Regions from separate parts of the Pungitius pungitius genome. Here region 1 is linked to region 2. The links are chromatin contacts, called in public Hi-C maps. All regions are on one chromosome and are shown on one strand. Each heading gives the region's core, a stretch centred on a gene start, on an enhancer-like site or on the middle of the called end of the contact. The rest is flanking DNA. Distances are from core to core; before and after follow the strand shown.

What was found. A called contact is a pair of places that touch in the nucleus more often than the background predicts.
Region 1: a Hi-C map of muscle shows a contact between it and region 2, with 2.3 times the contacts expected there. The contact joins the promoter of irx3a here to the promoter of irx5a in region 2. A contact is called at or near these places in 2 of 2 Hi-C or Micro-C datasets (both in muscle).

Annotation. Positions count from the first base shown.
Region 1 is chr4:19,573,507-19,578,574 of fPunPun2.1, reverse strand. irx3a (iroquois homeobox 3a) reads right to left here and starts at 2,415. Exons shown (of 2, transcript XM_037455606.2): 1 at 1,834-2,415; 2 at 1-1,215. The coding sequence starts at 2,052. The coding sequence ends at 112.
Region 2 is chr4:19,394,498-19,399,331 of fPunPun2.1, reverse strand. It overlaps irx5a (iroquois homeobox 5a), which reads left to right and starts at 3,366. Exons shown (of 3, transcript XM_037456108.2): 1 at 3,366-4,212. The coding sequence starts at 3,955.

The DNA of each region.
Region 1 (5,068 bases), core at 1,166-3,665, 180 kb before region 2:
AAGATCCATGAACAGGCAAAGGGAGGTCTAAAAAAAAAACATAATAGAAATGAATGACGGGCATTTGGACTAGTGTCTTTGTTTGTTGTTACTCATTTACACACGCGCGTCTCAGTGTCGGGGACATGTACCTGTGACTGACGTCTCTGAACTATGACTCTTGTCCTCCGTGTGCCTGCTGCTGCTGCTGTACAGCGCCAGGCCGGTGGCCGTGGCCTGGTTCGCCAGCCCCAGGTAGTGGTTCGAGTTCAGTAAAGCCAGCTGATGCGCCGAGAAGGCTCGGTTCGTCCAGTTCTGCATTTTCCCAACGGGACACGAAGAGATGAGTCTGTGCGGGGCGACGATGGTCTGCGCGGCGGGCCCCGCGCCCGAGTGGCCGCCGCTGACGTGCGGCGACTTGCGCGGATTGTCGGGGGCCGTGGCCGTCTCCGCCAAAGACCAGATCTTTGGCTTCTGGGCCGGCGCGGGGTTGTTTTCCGATGGCGGCGAGCCGACCACGGACGCCGGGTTCAGTTTGAGCTGGTCGCCGTTCGCCTGGGACGCTTTGGTGTCCAAAGCGGAGTGGTGGTGGTGGTGGTGGCTGTGGAGGTGGCTGTGGTGGTGGTGGCCGTGGAAGTGCTCCCCCCCCACCCTCTCCGCGTCCTTCCCCTCTTTCCCCACAGACTTTAGAAACCTCTGGTCGGGCCCTTGTAAATCCTCATAGCCGTCAGAAATCTCAGAGTCACTCCTCCCGTCCAGTTTAATGTCTGAATGCAGGTCGTCCTGGTCGTCCAAGTCGTCCTTGTTCTCGATATTTTCCGTGTCAATGTTCTCCAGGTCGATCTCCTCCTCGTCCTCCCTCTTGTCCCCCTCCTCCCCCTCGTGATCGCTGCCGTAAACATTTCCCTCTTCGTCGGTGCGGTTCCGCGGGGCCCAGGTCATCTTGTTCTCCTTCTTTAGCCTCCTCCTGGCGTTGGCGAACCAGGTGGACACCTGGGTGAGGGTCATCTTGGTGATGATGGCCAGCATGATCTTCTCGCCCTTGGTGGGGTAAGGGTTCTTGCGGTGCTCGCTGAGCCAGGCCTTCAGGGTGCTGGTGCTCTCCCTGGTGGCGTTTTTGGGTCTGGACGGGTCACCGAACTGATATTGGCCGTATGGATAGAACGCGGGATGATGGTGGGCGAACCCTGGGTGTCCCTGGACACCGGGGCTGTCCTTGAGTTCATACTGAGCACCCTGCGAACACAAAGCATCACAGTCAGAGGGATTTATTACACTTAATTATTCTCCACGACACATTGGACTGAGCCACGCACTGCGGGAAAGGGATTTAAGAGTAATGCAGCAACAATACGGTCTCTATTAAGGTTGTAAACAAACAACAAAAATATATTTTTTTATTTAACTTAAACGAGTTTTTTTTTGTACCAAAAGCGAGGCAACTGAATGCAACTTTTTAAAATGTTAAATGTTACGATGTAAAATTTACAACGAAACATTTAAGCGGGCAATACTTTAATGTGTGTAAACCGTCACAGCACGTTGCAACCTTTTATAAACTCGTCAGACGTTACTTTCAGGGAATGATGTAACAATAAGGCCTAAGCACGCTTTTGTTAATACGTTACTTTTTAACCACTTTTAACTACATTTCACAAAAGATCCAGCCCAGAAAAAAAGCAGCTTTTTTCACCACGTCGCTCAAAAAGTTGACGCTCAAAAAAAGTGCCAATGAACCGGAATAGTTTATTCATTTCCATTTCAATTGCGTAATTTAAGTAATATATATATATATATATATTTTAAAAAAAAAAGTTCTACCGAAGACTTTGAGGAGGGACCAAAGTGACTCACCAGCTGATTGAAAATGGATATGTCGTTGGAGTAGGGCAGAAACGCTCCGTAGCCCTGCGCCGCCGCGGCGAAAGGAGATCCGTACATAGTGGAGAGGACGTTGGAGAGCGCGCCGGACGGACTGAGCTCTGTCCCGGCCCGGGCGTTGCTGGCGATCCCCTGGCGCTCCGGCGGGTATATCGGTCGGATGTACTGATATCCCAGCTGTGGGAACGACATGACGGCGGGAACAGGGGAGGGGGGAAAGTCTGCTGCGGTCACACAAAGCGAGGGATTTGCCTCGATATCCACTTTTACAGTGAGAGCATGTGAGCAACAAAAGGTGCGAGCAGGGGAAGTCTATATTTCCTCGGTAGCAGCCAGTGTAAACGATCCGGTTGCGCCCCTTATTTCTTCTTCTTCTTCTTCTTCTTCTTCTTTCCACCCGCACTTCCCTATTGATCTGGATGGACTAAGGTCAGGTCCTTACAGATTGCTTTAGATTATTGGGACTGCCTTGCTCAGATTGACATTTCTAGTCGTTTAGAAGCCCCTCCTATTTCTCAAATCTCACCCCTCTCATATCCACCGCTCACCGACAAGCCTCCCTCTCTCTCTCTCTCTCTCTCTCTCTCTTTCCCTCCCTCCCTCCCTCGCTCTCTCTTCTCGGATAAGTGCACTGACGTCGCGAGCTCTTATTTGAATGGGGTTTCAAATCTCATTTTATGGCTCGCCAATCTATTTCATTTGTTATTTGTTTGAGTCCGTCCCACCGCATTGTTTGTGTTAATTCTCAATTTCGCCCGTTTGCACAACAGTAAGCCGTGTGATGTCTACGACTGATTAACTTCGTTTTTTTTGTCTCTAGTTTTCTTTCTATTTTAATGCAAAAGAGCACATTTATTCTTGGAGATTTGCGTAGGAGGACCTCGGTTAAAAAAAAGTCAAATTAATTCCCTCTCTTGTATCAATTGGAAATTGTTCACGCACATTTTTTTGGAACTGACATTCCTCTATATATTAAAAAAAACACGTCAGGTGGCAGTTTCAAACACTATTAAATCACAAGCAAAAAAAAAACAGAAAATAATGAATATGTTTTTAACTAGCGGCGGTACTCACGCCTTGTCATGACCCTGGATCACAGGCTACACACACCTTTTTTTTTTTTTAATTTATCGCCATGTCACCGTAACTGTGTTTTTTTACACCGGTTCGGAGGTGTTATGGGCGAATCGGAGTCAATTCAGGACATCAAACGGGTCGCATGGAGCTACTTGACATCAAAGAGGGAGCTGTTGATAGGCACATTACACTGTTAATGAAGAGTAAAGTGCAAAGTACCAACAATGACAAGTAATAAACAACTTAGTGGATTGGGCTGGGAAGATGTGTATTCCGGGGGAAACAACACTGTCTTCAGAAAGAATGAGCAAAACATATTAAGAAATAAACAAATATTTATAACATTATAATTGTTATTGTTAACCAAGCCAATAAACAAAAATAATGACACGTAATATTAATAAATAACATCAACGTTGTAACGGAGTAAATAAACAGATTGCTCGATATAAAGCTTAAGACAACACATTATTTAGTGATTTGAGATACTTTTCTCTAAATCCGCTCTAAAACCAAACGATCATCCGGACAGTCTGCACTTTAAGAAAATCCATTCAATAATTATGATGCAACCTGATGTTTCTTGTAAATAATACGGATTAAAACCAAACAAGGGAGTCAAAATTGAAATTCCATGAATCAATACAAAAAAGTGTGTACGGGACAACCGTAATCGCATTTGAACCGACTTTTATACCAGCATCTGTTTTGTTAATCGTTCGCAAAACAACTGCAGAGGTTCAATAATTATTCCACGCACTTTATTTAAATATAAGTCTTAACGTATTATTGACGGCGGGATCAAATCTCATCAATCTCAGTGTAGTTTTGATAATGCGAATCCCGGTTTCCAAGAATTCTAAACTTGTATAAACCTTTAATCTTCTTTGGAAGCAGATAGTTATCATTGTCTGGGGGGGGGGGGGGGGATAATAGCAGCTATAATTTCATACATAGAACTACCCCATACGGATACGCCTTGTGTCTGTAAAACTCTGTCCTGAATCTGTGTGTGTTCTTCGCCGACATCCACCCCAACCCGGATTATGGGGTTATTAATTACAGCGGCTTGCTGGTGCCATCCGACCGGAATGGTAATCACTACATAGCAGTCAATAGCACGCTCACACTTAACGCGCGCGCGCACACACACACGCACAGACACGTAAGATCGACCTACAAACGGAGGGGGTCCAGACAGTGAAGTGGAGGGTGGTTAAAGATAAATGCGTAAGTGTGTAGAAGAAGGACAACTTTAAAACGGCAACAACAAAAAGAGAAGGAGATAAAAAAAAAGAGAGAGAGAGAGAGAAGGGGGAGGAGCGAGAGAGAGAATAAATAATTCCGAGCGAGGTGTCTGACTGCTGGTGTCCACTAAGCAGCGCTCCGAGTCCGGATGGACACGTGTCTCATCCCCGAGACGACGGTCGGTCGGTCGGTCGCCTCCCCAACTGCCCCCCCCCACCCTTCCCTCCTCCTCCTCCTCCTCCTCCTCCTCCTCCCCCCCTCCACTCCACTCCACCCACGCCAAGGACTGCGTCTGATTTATTGCCTCCAATCAAACGCGCCACGCACTAACTCAACACTTTCACGCCGACCCGGGAAACTGGCGTGGCCATAAAAGCATTAAGACGCAGCTCCCCCATTTCTCCTCAAGAGAGTCTCAGTAAACAGTAAACTAACCCCAGCTGGACTCCCCCGCACACACACACACACACACACACACGAGAAAAGGCCCAAACCACCACGTTACATCTTTTTGACTTTGATTATTATTATTGATATTTTCATATGATTTGTATTGATCAGTATTATCAGATAGTTTCTTTGAACAACTTTAAGGGCGCGTGGTGGCAGCGCGTTGGAGCCAATTGAATTAGTAGGTTATGTAAAAAAAAAAAAAAAAACAGGGCAGACCGCGTACAGGCGACCGGGGGGGGGGGCTGTTTTGTGAAAGAGCTCTTGGACGGTAATTATGCAGATGACACGATTCCACATTCTCACAAGCAAACGTCTCTGCAGTGTACAGTATAGTTCCTTATGCAACACGCGTGGCACGGAGGGAGAACCGAATCACCCATTTAGATCTCTTCCACAACGCTACGGTGACAGACTAAAAACACACATTTTT
Region 2 (4,834 bases), core at 2,117-4,616:
ATAAAACACTGAGAAATCAATGGGTGCTTCCTGTGATCCATCTCGAGCGAATCAATCATCATCTGGTGCGGGAGGACGGCGTTGCAGTGAGAGAATGGTGCAATCTTTTTCTGATACCTCTCATTTTGGAGTCGCTTCCCATAATAGGGTCATCATTTCATCACTTAGCCAATCCAGAGCTCTGCCACTCAGCCTTGCAGGGATCATGAGGAGCAGGGAGGAAGGGGGGGCAGACAGGCCTCATCAGGACTCAAACGAACACACACTTTTGCTCCATACATCTTCATTCAGGTCAATAAAAAAAAAAAAAAGAGAGAGAACAGAGAAGAGATCAGAAAATGGATTCTCTCTCCTGAAAGCCATATTGGCTCATTGTGTAATTTTTCAAAGTCAAATAAAATCATCATGTAAGCAAGATGAGATGTGTATCTGTTAAATCACTGCCTCTGCACCATCCCTAAAATAAGGAGAAGTTCAAACTAAATGTGGTAGTTATGAGTCAGAAGTGAGCGTAAAATATGACTTTGTTTAAATGTAATTGGGGTCAGAGCTGGGTGTGTGTGTGTGTGTGTGGTTTTTTTTGGGGGGGGGGGGGGGTACATTTCACTGACTGCTGCTTGGTGACATTAGAAGACTTCCTCAACATTGACCTCAACAAATGAAAAACAAAGACACACATATTTAGAAAACAGCTCTGTAACTATATAAAAAAGCTACAATCTATTGACACAACAATGCCATTCATATTAATAATGCTAAGATAAAGGGGGGGAATAACTTCTGTGCTTTAATAACAATAATAGCTAAGGATTTGTTTAGTCAAATAGCATAGTGCAAATATGTTTAATAACCCCCCCCCCCCCAAAAAAAATAGAAATGCAAGGTCAAAAATAAATGACATCCATTATTTGCAGCAGATCTCCCCAAAGCATTTGGAGCGTAAACTGTTTTGAATTTCAATTGGCTTCCAAGTGGCAAAAGCCCTCAGCTAATACATCAAAGAAAAATTGGTGTCAACTAATCGGTTTAGGACACAGATTTAGAATGGTTAAAAATCCCATGAATACTTCAAGCTTTTTTCTTTTTTTTTTCTTTCTCCATTCCACTAAAAAGGCGCAGTGCAGGCAGCAGTGGAGCTGACCTCGTGCGCCTCTCCACGTCAACTTACTGTTCGACTCGTCCGGACGCGCAATTAGTCCACCTCGGCGCATAATGTTGCGTAATAATACCCTCTATATCCAATTTAGATTACACTTGCTCCCTCGGGCATCGTAAGTGGCACGCATCGTCTTTCATTCGCACCGTCTTTGCCACGTGAAGCCGTTTTCATTCGTCGATCGCGTGCTCGATTTCTCTGGGAAATAAAAAAAAAAAAAAAAGAAAGAAGGACGACGCGGTGACGAAGAGGAAGCGATACAAGTAAGACGTCGTCAAAACAACATTTGTGGCGATTTGAAAAAAAGCTCCCCTCATTTGCGAAGGTGCCACACATTTTTTTACGCATCTAGAACGCTTACGCACTTATCTATGTTTAAAAAAAAAATAAAAGCGCAAATGAGCAAAACTCTACTCACCGACACCTCCTCCTTTATCGGTGCAGTGCTGAGAGTTGGAAGCTGTTGCCATGACCAACTCCTATTATAGGCTCCGTGATCTCAAATTATAGGTCCTCCTCCTACTTTCAGAGTGGGAACCACAGCGCGTTACACACCACAGACGCGTCCTTTATGGAATCAATAACAACAATTCTAATACAACTAATAATAATAATAATAATAGTATTGGCACCCGCTCTGCAGCTACTTTTGTTAGCGGCTCACGTGGCAAACATCATACGGGATTTTTTTTTTGTTTGTTGCACCTGAGCACATACATGACAGACAATAATTTAACTATAACGCACACGTATGATGTCATACTATTTCCCCCGCATTCAACGTAATCAAAGAGATGTCAGCCCCCCGCGAATGCAGTCACTTCTTCCCGTAGCTGCTCTTGTGAGGAAAAAAAAAAAAAATTCCAGTAATTAGTTAATTGTCTAAACACTGCAGGAGGCGTCGTGACACCACTGTAGGTCTCATCGTCACACTGTCATTTGATTAGGCGAGGGTCGCTTTGTGTAGCCATCCTTTTTTCTCTCTTCCCCCCCCCCTCTCTCTCTCTCTCTCTCGTCGGCTCCCACTGTACCCGCGTCATCATTCCTTGCGCTCTGGAGGTTTTCAGAGCGTAAAATAACACGTGACAGCGTGTGCACACACTCCTTAGCAGCGCCTACAGCGATCCCTTTCGGCTTATCGGAGACTTGAACTGGAAAGTCAATCATCAGCATGAAAACGCCTCGTAGATACGGGCTGATACAAAGGGAATAATATTTGTGATAGACTATTAACGTATTCATTTTTTGAAGCAATCACGCAAACCAGGTTCATTTAATTATAAGGCTCTCTAAATGATTAATTAATAACTTTTTTCTGTGCTTTTCCTGAGAGATTAATATTTATGAAACGGACCTAAACAAGGTAATTGCCGCTTTACAGTGGCATATTAAATCAGTATTTCAGCACTGAAACGTATCTGCAGTGATCAAATGAGATCACGCCTACTGGTCCTGGCGGATTTGGTGTAGTTGGCACTAATCTGCCCTGGTTTGTAGGGTTTTATGCCATTCTGGGAGTGTGTATCAGATTGGTTTGCCCCAGGATATATCGCAAAAAAAACTACTTAGCCGTCGCCACAGTTAATCGTCCAAACTCGGCGGAGACAGAATATTATTCTCAATCACAGCACACAGACGTCAATAATGCAAAGTTTGTTTACGCACAGCAGCTGTTCGGATTGATGTGTTCGGCCAGGTGCCGCTTGCGCCATCTTCCTTTTACTTTTCGGTGGACACATATCTTACCAAAGACCCATTCGTCTGGCGTTAGAAAGTCGACGTGCGCAAACGGTCGTAATCCATTTGAAAACTCCCATTGCGGATTTGCGCATCGAGTCGGTAGATTTTAACGCACATACTTAAAATGACGACTTTTTTTTTTTTTTACGAACAAAGAACAAAAAAAAAAAAGTGCAGCAATAAAGCGCCTTTTTTTCTCATTCCTGCCGGTATCTTGCAATCCCATATCCCCACATCCTGGCGTACAACAGCCGATATGTTATTGATCAAGTGTGAGAGTGACGGCTTCGTGAATAAGGGGGAGGTGGGGGGGGGTGGTGAGAGGAAAAAAAAGAAAAAGAAGAAAGTTGGGAGTTGAAATACTCGCATGATGTCGCCATCCAAAGGGGGGGCTGCCCGGCGCACTTGAGACTTACTGCAACGAGCCTTGTTAAAGGGAGAAAAAATAGAGAAATAGAGAATGAGACGGATTGTTAGTTAATGCAAGGGAGGGAGGGGGTGAGGAGAGAGAGAGAGCGGGAGAGAGAGAGAGAGAGAGAGCATGGATTTGGGCAGGGCTGTGGTTACCCAGCATAAACTCGCTTTTTCCTTCGGTGACTACACCCCGAGAGGAGGAGCGTAGTAAGCGTCAGGATCCTCAATTTTTCAACTTAGCATCTTGGCAGGACATTTTCCCAAGCAAAGCCCCCCGTCCGACGGGTGAAAAAAAAAAAAAAAAAACTTCTGCGCGGGCATGAGATCGAGGGTGCAACTCAGATAAGGGAGCCACAGAAAAAACAAAACAATTCCGAGACAACACATCCGACGGACAGTGGCTGGCTGCGGGCAAAATAATCCACCCAACACCTAAGCCTCTCTTTATTTAATCACTTTTACTGCTTCTTTTTTTTTCTTCCTTCCTTCCTTCCTTCCTTCGCCATTGTCATTTAGAAGGGGGAGGAAAGGCAGCTGGTCTGCAGACACACGGCTCTATGCGCTCCGACAGCAGCGCATAGAGAGAAAAATAAAAGGGGAGGAAAGTGCGCAAGTTAAGTGGCTTCGACTCTCCGGGCTCCAGCATGGCGTATCCTCAGGGCTACTTGTACCAGCCGTCCGCCTCTCTGGCCCTGTATTCGTGCCCCGCATACAGCACCAGCGTGATATCGGGACCGAGAACCGAGGAACTTGGGAGATCCTCTTCGGGATCTGCTTTTGCGCCTTACGCCGGATCTACCGCGTTCACTAGCGCCTCGCCGGGCTACAACTCCCACTTGCCATACAGCGCGGACGCGGCAGCGGCTGCTACATTCACCTCGTACGTGGTGAGTAAACTAAAGGTGATTATTCCATCTAATTAAAAAAACAAACAAACAAAAAAGGGAGTCACTGAGGAGATGTATTAACTCGTTATGGAAGTCGAAAATGCGCACGGTGCACGCGTGCGGTGCCAAGCGAACCGAGAGGGAAACGTGCGTCACGGAGGAGTGCGTGGATATAATATTACAGAATGTGAGGTCCAGAAAACATGTTGTTGAGTAAACAGAAGTGTGTTGACTGTGTTGTGTGCTGTTACGCGGTTCCTATGGAAATTGTAGATTTTGAGGAGAAAGCGTGGACAGTGCATACAGTGGAAGCTTTGCCTAAGTGCATTTCCCGTGATGGCTATTTTGGATCACGTTATGTTTAACTGAAATTATTGCTAACTTTGGACCATCCAATTTGGGGAAATTCCCTTTTAGTTGTTGTTTTCTCATGGCAGCACAGGCAACACATTCAGACGGGGCTCTAAAACTACAAAGGAGGATCCCAGCAGAATAGGCAAATTAGTGCAAGGCCCACTGTGCATAGTTAAATTGGTAGGATTTTAATGGCAAGAATATAATCGGCTGCGTGCCGACATCATATAAATAAGAATAAAAATGCTGAGCAAATGTCAAATACCCACTCAACTAATAAACT